Regions from separate parts of the Mus musculus genome. Here all the other regions are linked to region 2. A link is a contact called in public Micro-C and promoter capture Hi-C data. All regions are on one chromosome and are shown on one strand. The core of a region is the stretch at or near the end of the contact, and the rest is flanking DNA. Distances in the headings are between cores, read along the strand shown.

The links. Promoter capture Hi-C pulls out the DNA fragments that hold promoters and counts their contacts. A called contact is a pair of places that touch in the nucleus more often than the background predicts.
Region 1: a contact with region 2 is called in a Micro-C map of embryonic stem cells, with 2.5 times the contacts expected there. The contact joins the enhancer-like site here to the promoter of Bcl9 in region 2. A contact is called at or near these places in 1 of 484 Hi-C or Micro-C datasets (embryonic stem cells) and 1 of 115 datasets of contacts at active chromatin or transcription factors (forebrain).
Region 3: a contact with region 2 is called in a promoter capture Hi-C map of liver, with 2.1 times the contacts expected there. The contact joins the enhancer-like site here to the promoter of Bcl9 in region 2. A contact is called at or near these places in 7 of 39 promoter capture datasets (the 3T3-L1 cell line, 3T3-L1-derived adipocytes, embryonic stem cells and 3 more) and 1 of 115 datasets of contacts at active chromatin or transcription factors (bone marrow-derived macrophages).

What each region holds. Positions count from the first base shown.
Region 1 is chr3:97,535,856-97,538,555 of GRCm38.p6, forward strand. No RefSeq gene overlaps it. Among named protein-coding and RNA genes, the nearest start is that of Gm40102, 9.1 kb to the right of the region's middle. Within about 2 kb of position 1,281, at least 4 of the 459 cell types and tissues checked have an H3K27ac peak or open chromatin away from gene starts, as enhancers often do. A contact at or near this core is called in embryonic stem cells, where this site is marked.
Region 2 is chr3:97,225,935-97,228,677 of GRCm38.p6, forward strand. Bcl9 (B cell CLL/lymphoma 9) reads right to left here and starts at 1,430. Exons shown (of 10, transcript NM_029933.4): 1 at 1,284-1,430.
Region 3 is chr3:96,763,690-96,766,417 of GRCm38.p6, forward strand. The region is part of intron 3 of Rnf115 (ring finger protein 115); the gene reads left to right. Among named protein-coding and RNA genes, the nearest start is that of Rnf115, 37 kb to the left of the region's middle. Within about 2 kb of position 1,257, at least 53 of the 459 cell types and tissues checked have an H3K27ac peak or open chromatin away from gene starts, as enhancers often do. A contact at or near this core is called in bone marrow-derived macrophages and liver, where this site is marked.

The DNA.
Region 1 (2,700 bases), core at 31-2,530, 310 kb after region 2:
AAGGAAGACAGTAGGAGGCATCAGATCCCCTGGAACTGGAGTCACGGGCCTCATGTAAGCAGTGGGAACTGGACCAGGGTCCCAAGGATGGATGGCGAGCTCTCTCAGCTGCCGAGTCACCTCTCTAGCCCTTGTGCTTTTATTACTATTATCAAATGGTTTTCAGAAGGGTTTGCAACATGTCAGATTTCCAGCAAAGGTGTAAGAAAGCAGCTGTCCTCTTGTCTATAGTAGACACTGGCACTCCAGGCTTTGGCAGCACAAGTGGGAATTGCATATTGTGACTTTACCTTGTTTCCTTGGTGACTAGTAGAGCGGAGCGCTAGCTCTGTTTGCTAGAGCTTTGGCTTTACTTTATTTTTCCCCTTAAGATATTGTCTTAATTAGGGTTTCTATTGCTGTGAAGAGACACCGTGACCATGCAACTCTTATAAAGGGAGGCATTTCACTGGGGTTGGCTCATAGTTCAGAGGTTTAGTCCATTATCGTCATGGTAGCACACATCCCTACAATGGTGCTGGAGAGGTAGCTGAGAGTTCTCCATCATATTGGCAAACAGCAGGAAGAATGTGAGATGCTGGGTCTGGTTTGAGCATCTGAGACTTGAAAGCCTACTCCCAGTGACATACTTCCTCCAACAAAGCCACAAGTACTCCAACAAGGCTACGTCTCCCAATAGTGCCACTCTCTATGGGCCTTGGGGGGGGCATTTATATTCAGAGCACCATAGATACTTTCTTATGTGTTCTAGGTTTCTACTTGTTTCCTTTCAAATCAATATTTTAATCATTAACATTTTCACGAAAATCATCCACTTCCCTTTTGCTATAAGCTTGATGCAGTGACGTTGTTGTGAGGTATCCACCAGAGAATACTACTTGGACATGAGTTCGAGCCAACAGAAAGTCTTTATAAGCCAGCCTGTGAGAACACTGTGCTTTTAGGACCATAGTGAAGACCCGAGCCTTTCTCAGGGGTGAGCTTGCAAGCACAAAAACATATCCTGAGTGCCATAGAAGCAACAGGTTTCTCACAGGGTCTTACAGAGACATCCTTGTCTCATAAAGAGTGGGTCCAACCTCCTCGATCCTGAAGAATAACCTGGGCTAAGGAGTATAACTGGACTTACAGATAGGGAGAAGACTTTTCTAGATGGCCCAGGTCTATGTCTACTTGGGCACTGATTTACTTAGTTTTATCCCTTGTTCACTAGGGGTAAAGTTCCAGCTATAGTGGAGCCTGTGATGCCTGTCCCTACCATAATTAGGGGGGAAGTTCCAGCTACCGCAGAGCTGGTGGTGCCTGTCGCCACCAACAGTGGAATGACAATGGAGACAGCTTACTGCACACTTGGAAGCCCAGAATCTAGATTTAAGTGAGCCACACCCTTCTTTGACATTCTAGATGAACACTTGAGGGATAACAGGCACAAGGACTTAAAGGAGTGGGTTCTCCAGTGTAAACAATTAAGTAGCAACTAAGTACCTGTAAAAAGGAACCCAGTATAGTGGCCAGATGGCTAATGAGGACATTCTGTTGGCTGGAATCCATGGTAATCTCCTCTGGTGGGTCCCCAAAAGCAACACCATTCTGCTTGTTTTCTGAGTCTGTGGCTGTCTCTGCTTCCCTTTCTTGCACGCCCTCAACTGGCCAGGAAGAACGACGCTGCAACAGGATCCTTCTGCACACGTTTATTGGGAAAGCATTGATTGCATAGGCGAAAGAAGAACCCCGAACAAGGAAAATGATGCTGCTTATATACCCCTCCATGTGACGTGTCAGCTCCTGATTAGCTGCTCACTCATCATCACCCCACTACTATGCCCCGGGATGGGCAGTGACTTGGCACAAATTTTCTCTTGCACCTGCGCACATTACTTGTTTACCAGTTAGGCACAGCGGAGGCTCGTGATGGCAATTGCTCACGGCTCTCCACACTTTGACATTCTAGATGAACACTTGAGGGATAACAGGCACAAGGACTTAAAGGAGTGGGTTCTCCAGTGTAAACAATTAAGTAGCAAGTAAGTAGCTGTGAAAAGGAACCCAGTATAGTGGCCAGATGGCTAATGAGGACATTCTGTTGGCTGGAATCCATGTTAATCTCCTCTGGTGGGTCCCCAAAAGCAACACCATTCTGCTTGTCCTCTGAGTCTGTGGCTGTCTCTGCTTCCCTATGCTTGTTCCCCTTCTCTTTTATTTATCCTTTCTACCTTCATGCTATTTCATGTTTCAACTTTGCCTCAGTCCATTCTCTTCTTTCTAGTTACTTTGATGTTCACTTTAACTCCTTGTGGCGAATACTAAATTATTTTATTTTTAACTTTTTGAGTGATAAAGATATTTAATGTTAAGTTCTGCTTGGAGTATTCATTGTACTTGACATTACAGATTGTAGTGGAGAATGGTTCAGGTTTGATAGAGGTGTGTGTGTGTGTGTGTGTGTGTGTGTGTGTGTGTGTTTATTCAAAGATCATCTTAAATGTGTTTCTTATAACACTTGGCCATGTGTGTCTACAGGTTCAATGGCTACATATTCAACCAACCTCAGACCAGAAAAACTGTCTGCTATGATCAAGTACAGACTTTTTCTGATCCTTATTCCCTAAGCAATACACCATAACAGCTATTTACATAACATTTGTATTAGACAAAGCTTTATATGAAGTTTAGAAAGATTTAAAATATGTAAGAGGATAT
Region 2 (2,743 bases), core at 180-2,679:
ATAGTATAGGCCTTTTCAAGAGAAGAGAGAAGACTTTGTTACTGGTCCCCAGGACCATCAGATTTGCACACAAACACTTCTTCATGATAAACTCCCTGGTGACTAGTGTCCAGTCAAAAACTTTCAAACCAACCAGACTTAAAAGCCTCCAAGTCACAGGTTCTAAACAAGTCTTACCTCCCAACATCTTGACTATTTCACTACCTACTCCTCACCTCCTGTAACTAATTCATCACTGTGTTCCCTACACAAGAGCCCAGGTCTCTGTCGCCAAAATAACCATTTAATTCCACAGTTTATCAAACGCTAACAAATGCACCATCAAATTGACTTTTTACATGGCCGCTGACGTCACTGTCAGGGGGTGACTTGTTCTTGCTTTAACTAAAGTGTAACTCTGTATCCACTGCATCCTGCCTTGGATTATGTCCACAGAGGCATATTTGCATCCATTTCACTACCCTACCTAATGACTTTGACTCCAATCTTGGCCTCAGAATAACTCTTTTAACATTTAAAAAAACGCCCTTCCTTACCTCCAGCAGACTAAGGCTCTTGGGGGACAGATTTCAAGCTTTCTTTCTCATCCTTGGCAGCTTTAACATAACGTTCCCAGCAGTACTACTACAGGCCGTGGTCCTTCCCTCTGGACTAACCACCAACTCTGCGACTTGTTTTCCTTAGGATAACTCCATTTCACCAAGCTCACCCAACACTTACCAGTGACATCTTAATAGTCTTTGCAACTTTCAAAGGCCAGCCAGCCTCTAGGGTTCCAATTTGAAAACCACTGGTGTGTTCTACGACCCTCACAATGACTCAGTGACCTAACTCATTCGTCGCCAACTCACCTGCTGGAACCCTTTACAACTCAAGACATTCCTCTAGGCTTTCACCTCCCCCAACCCTTCAACAAGTCACTGGCCTGCGGAGTCCCCTTTCTCCCCTCTACGCATCTCCCGGGTCTTACAAACTCAACCCGAAATTCCTAATTTCGCGCGCTCTTTCCTCTCCATCGCCCCTCCATCCCAAGACCCCGAGACGGTCATCTCCCCTCAGGTAACCTCTCCAAGCACAGCTTTGGGACACAACCTCTAAAACCCCGAGAGATGCCCCGGTCTCTCCCATAGCTCCCGAGGCTCCCCCGCCTCCCCCAACAGGTTCCTCCAGACTCAACTCGCCAAGCCAGCGCCCCGACCCCCGGAGGCCCCCCGGCCACACGCGCACGCGGACCCGGCCCCCGCCGCGCCGGCCCGCCCCTCCCCCTCCCCGGGGCCACTTACCCCGGGCCGGAGAGGGGGAGGGGCGAGCGCGGGCGGGAGCTGCGGTCCCCGGCTGCTCTCAGCCCCGGGGGGCCGGGGCCCGGACCAGCGGCAGCAGCAGCGCAGCGTCTCCCCCCGGCGGCGGCAGCGGCGGCGGCGGCGCCGTCCCACTCCCGCAGGCACACATAGGCTCCATTGTCCGCCGGTGCCTCCCCCTTTCCGGCTCCCCCTCCCAGGCCCGCCCCTTCCCCCTCCCCTCGACCCTCCCCCAGCCGCACCGTGCCACGAAAGGTACCGCGGGCCCCGCCTCGGACGCGAGCGGAGGCGCGCCCCTCCCCCGGCCCGCCCGGCGGGGAATGGGGCCCTGGCCCCGCCGCCGCCAGGGCCCGCCCCCTCCGGGGGAATGGCACCCGTCCCCCTCCCCGAAGGCGATCGATGGTACCAGCCCGCCGCGGCCTCCGCCCCCTCCCGCGCCTGGCTCAAGAGAAGCCGCCCGCGCCCCGCCCACCCACGGCCCCGCCCCGACGGCACCGCCTTCTGCTTTGCATGACCCCTCCCATCCAACCCCGCCCCGGCTAGTCACCGGGTCCCCCCGCGGTGACGCCCACTCCCCGGTTTAAAGCCACAGAACCCTCTTTTTCAACTAAAAGATCCTCCTGCAGGACCCACGGGGCGGGTGGTGCGGCGGGGAGGTTCTCTTCCTTCCTCACCCTCCTCCCGGCGCTCATTCACCCAGACTCCCCATGGCCTCCAGCAGTACTGGAGCCACCGAAGGGGATTAGAAAAGGCGCGGGAGGGGGAAGGGCAGAGTGGAATTTAGCCATCTTTGACAGAAACTAACTGGGAGCTGCAGAAGGAACCGATCTTCCTTCACTCGCCCGCCGTTCAGGGTCGGGCCTAGTCTTCAGTCTTCATGCCACCTCCTCGCACCTCTCCACTGCGATTCCGCCTTGCTTCCCCCAGCCCACCCATCCGCCCCTAGGTGTCCACTCTACCTTTGCCCGTGAGGGCTTTCTTCCCTCTGGAAAGCTGGTCCCCTCGGCTTGCACTCTTCTCCCTCTTCCCAGAACAGACTCTCTGGGGTCCTGCTGGCGCTGTGGCTAGAGCAAGGTCTCCTTCACCTCGGGCCCTGCCCCGCCCCGCCCTGCCTGGCCAGCACTACCTATGGTTTCCAGAGAGCACCTTCTGCCCCGGCCTCCAGGTCTTCTCCCAACCACAGTATCACTCACTTAATTTTATTTTTTGGAAGAGCTTTGATGTTGAGAATTCGAGGGCGACGCGTTCAGCACTACCCCTGTGAAGTTAGATGTTAGCTCATTAGGTAGCACTTTTTCACATCTTGGTTAATGCGCCTTGCTCAGATTCCTGTTATCCTTATTTTGTGGGGCCGTGTTACTGCCTTGACCAGCCATCGTTACTGTCTGCCCTCCCCACAAAACCCTACTAATCTTCGAGTTTGTACTTTGCGGAGTTGATCTTAA
Region 3 (2,728 bases), core at 7-2,506, 460 kb before region 2:
ATGCACAAGAAGACAGGGTACTCTGAGAAGTTTATTTAAGTAAAATTTGTTCTGTCACATAAGATGCATTATAGTTTATAATATAAAATCATGGTGTATAAACAAAGGTGCTAAAGTATTAAGAGTATCTCCGTTTGCTGGGTCGTGGTGGTCCACTCTCTTAACCTCAGCACTAGGGAGGCAGAAGCAAGTGGATCTCAGAGAAAAGACAAACAAAGAAAAAACCCCCAAAGAGTATTTTGTATCTGTATTATTTTCAGATTCCTTCTTGATATACTGTGACATAAGTACTGAAAGATATAACAATATTAAGTAGGCTTTCTTTTCCTTCCTTCCTTCCTTCCTTCCTTCCTTCCTTCCTTCCTTCCTTCCTTCCTTCCTTCCTCTTTTTTAAAAAAACAGGTCTTACTTTGTAGCTCTTGTTGGTGCGCAACTATGTAGATAGACTAGGTTAGCTTTGAACTCACAGACATCTCCCTACTTCTGCCTCTGCCTGGGTGGTTCACAACCACTTTTAACTCTAGCTTTAGAGGGATCTGACTCCTGACCTCTTGCAGATACACTTGTGTGTACATACCCATCCAGATACACACGCATATAGAATTAAAAATAAATCTTCGATAAAAAAGTAAAATTAGCTGGGTGGTAGTGGCACACGTTTTTAATCTCAGCACTCAGGAGGCAGAGGCAGGCAGATCTTTGAATATAAGGCCAGACTAGTCTACAGAGTGAGATCTAGGACAGCCAGGGCTACACAGTGAAACCCTGACTTGGAAAAACAAACAAACAAACAAACAAACAAACAAGTCTGCCATGATGGTAGCCAATCTTAAGATGATTTTGGGAGTGTCCTTTTCTTTTATTACCTTAATATTACAAACAGTTTAATTTTTATGTTCCTTTTATCTTGGCAGGGCTGGTCAAGACTCTCTTGTAGCTCAGGCTGCTTTGGAACTTGCCATGTAAAATGGCTGGCCTTGAATTCAGTGATCTTCCTGCTTCCAAGTATAGTGCTGGGGGTGGGAGGGTATGGGTGTGAGTGGCCATGCCCTGTGTTCCAGGAGCCCAGGGCTTTAGTTTTACTTTCACTTTCACCGTCCCATTGTTCTTTTCTTATTGTAAAATACATTAAAAAAATTCTCTCTCTCTCTCTCTCTCTCTCTCCCTCTCCCTCTCTCTCTCTGTCTCTCTCTCTTTGTGTTTGTGTGTGTGACAGGGTCTAGCTTTATAGTTATGGTTGGCCTAAAACTAAGTATGTGGACCAGGCTGGCCTGAAACTCACAGAGATCTTTCCCCTTCTGCTTTTAAAGTGCTGGGATTAAAGGTGTGCACCACCATGCCTGGCTTTTTAATTTTTTTTTTTTTTTGAATAAGTTATTTTCTGGAGCTAGACCTTTTAAAGCACAAGATTTTTAAATTATACTTTTAGCTTTTTAAAAAAATTTTTTTTAAAGTTTTTATTTATTTATTTATTTTGGTTTTTCGAGACAGAGTTTCTCTGTGTAGCCCTGGCTGTTCTGGAACTCACTTGTAGACCAGGCTGGCCTCGAACTCAGAAATTCGCCTGTCTCTGCCTCCCGAGTGCTGGGATTAAAGGCGTGCTCCACCATTGCCTGGCTACTTTTAGCTTTTTAACTGACTTTATCAACCTTCCTCCTAACCATTGCTAAGTAGAAGTGTTATTTCTGTGACAAATGGGATCTCCTTGCTTCTTTACATTTGCTAATAAAAACTTGATGAAGATGTGGTTTTAGTTTCAAGTATCTAAAACCTGGCTGAAAGTTAGCTCTTTCTTAGTTACTTTTCCTGTTGTGATAAAACACCCTGACAAAACAACCTAAGGGAGAAAAGTCCACTGTGTGGGGAAGTCTGGAGCAGGCATTTGAGGCAACTGGCTATGATACACACATGTACGTGGGTGGTGTCGCTCAGTTTAGTTTCTCTTTTCCCTTCAGTCTAGGACCCCAGCCTATGAGATGGTGCCACCCACCTCTACTCACCTAGTGTATATACTGCCTCATAGGGATGCTCAAAGGCTCATGTCCTAGATAATTCTAGATTCTATCAGGTAAGCAGTCACCGTAACCATCACAGAACAGCTACTCTGACGCTATTTACCTTTCAGTGTCATCTATAGCCATTATAAAGACATAGTAATCACATCACTTACTCCATAAGCTGGGATTTGTGATGTGTAAATGAGAATGACCCCATAGGTTCACATATTTGAAAACTTGGTCTGCAGTTGGTAGAACTGTCTGGAAAAGATTAGGAGATGTGGCCTTTTTGGAGGAGGTTGGTCACTGGCTTTGGGGTGTAAAAAGCTCACACTGTTCCCAGTTAGCTCTCTCTCTGTCTTGTTCTTGTGCATCAGATGTAAGCTGTCAGCTGCTGCTCTAGTGCCATGACTACCTGCTTGTTGCCATGCTCCCTGGCATGATGGGTAAATACTCTAATCCTTTGAAACCATGAACCCCACATTAAATGCTTTCTTTTATAAGTTGCCTTGATCATGATATAAAGCTACAGCTTGGTACTACAAAGTGTTATATTGCTGTAACAGGCCTGGCCATGCTGTTGTTTGGAGAAATGTGAAAGACTTTGTGTTTTTGAATTAGAAAAGTTGTTGAATGCTGTAAGCCTATAAGTGGTCGTCAGTGGGCCATCCTAGTAGGAGTTAGGAAGACAGTAAGTATTGCTGAGGCCATGTGGGCTATGAAGGCCCTGC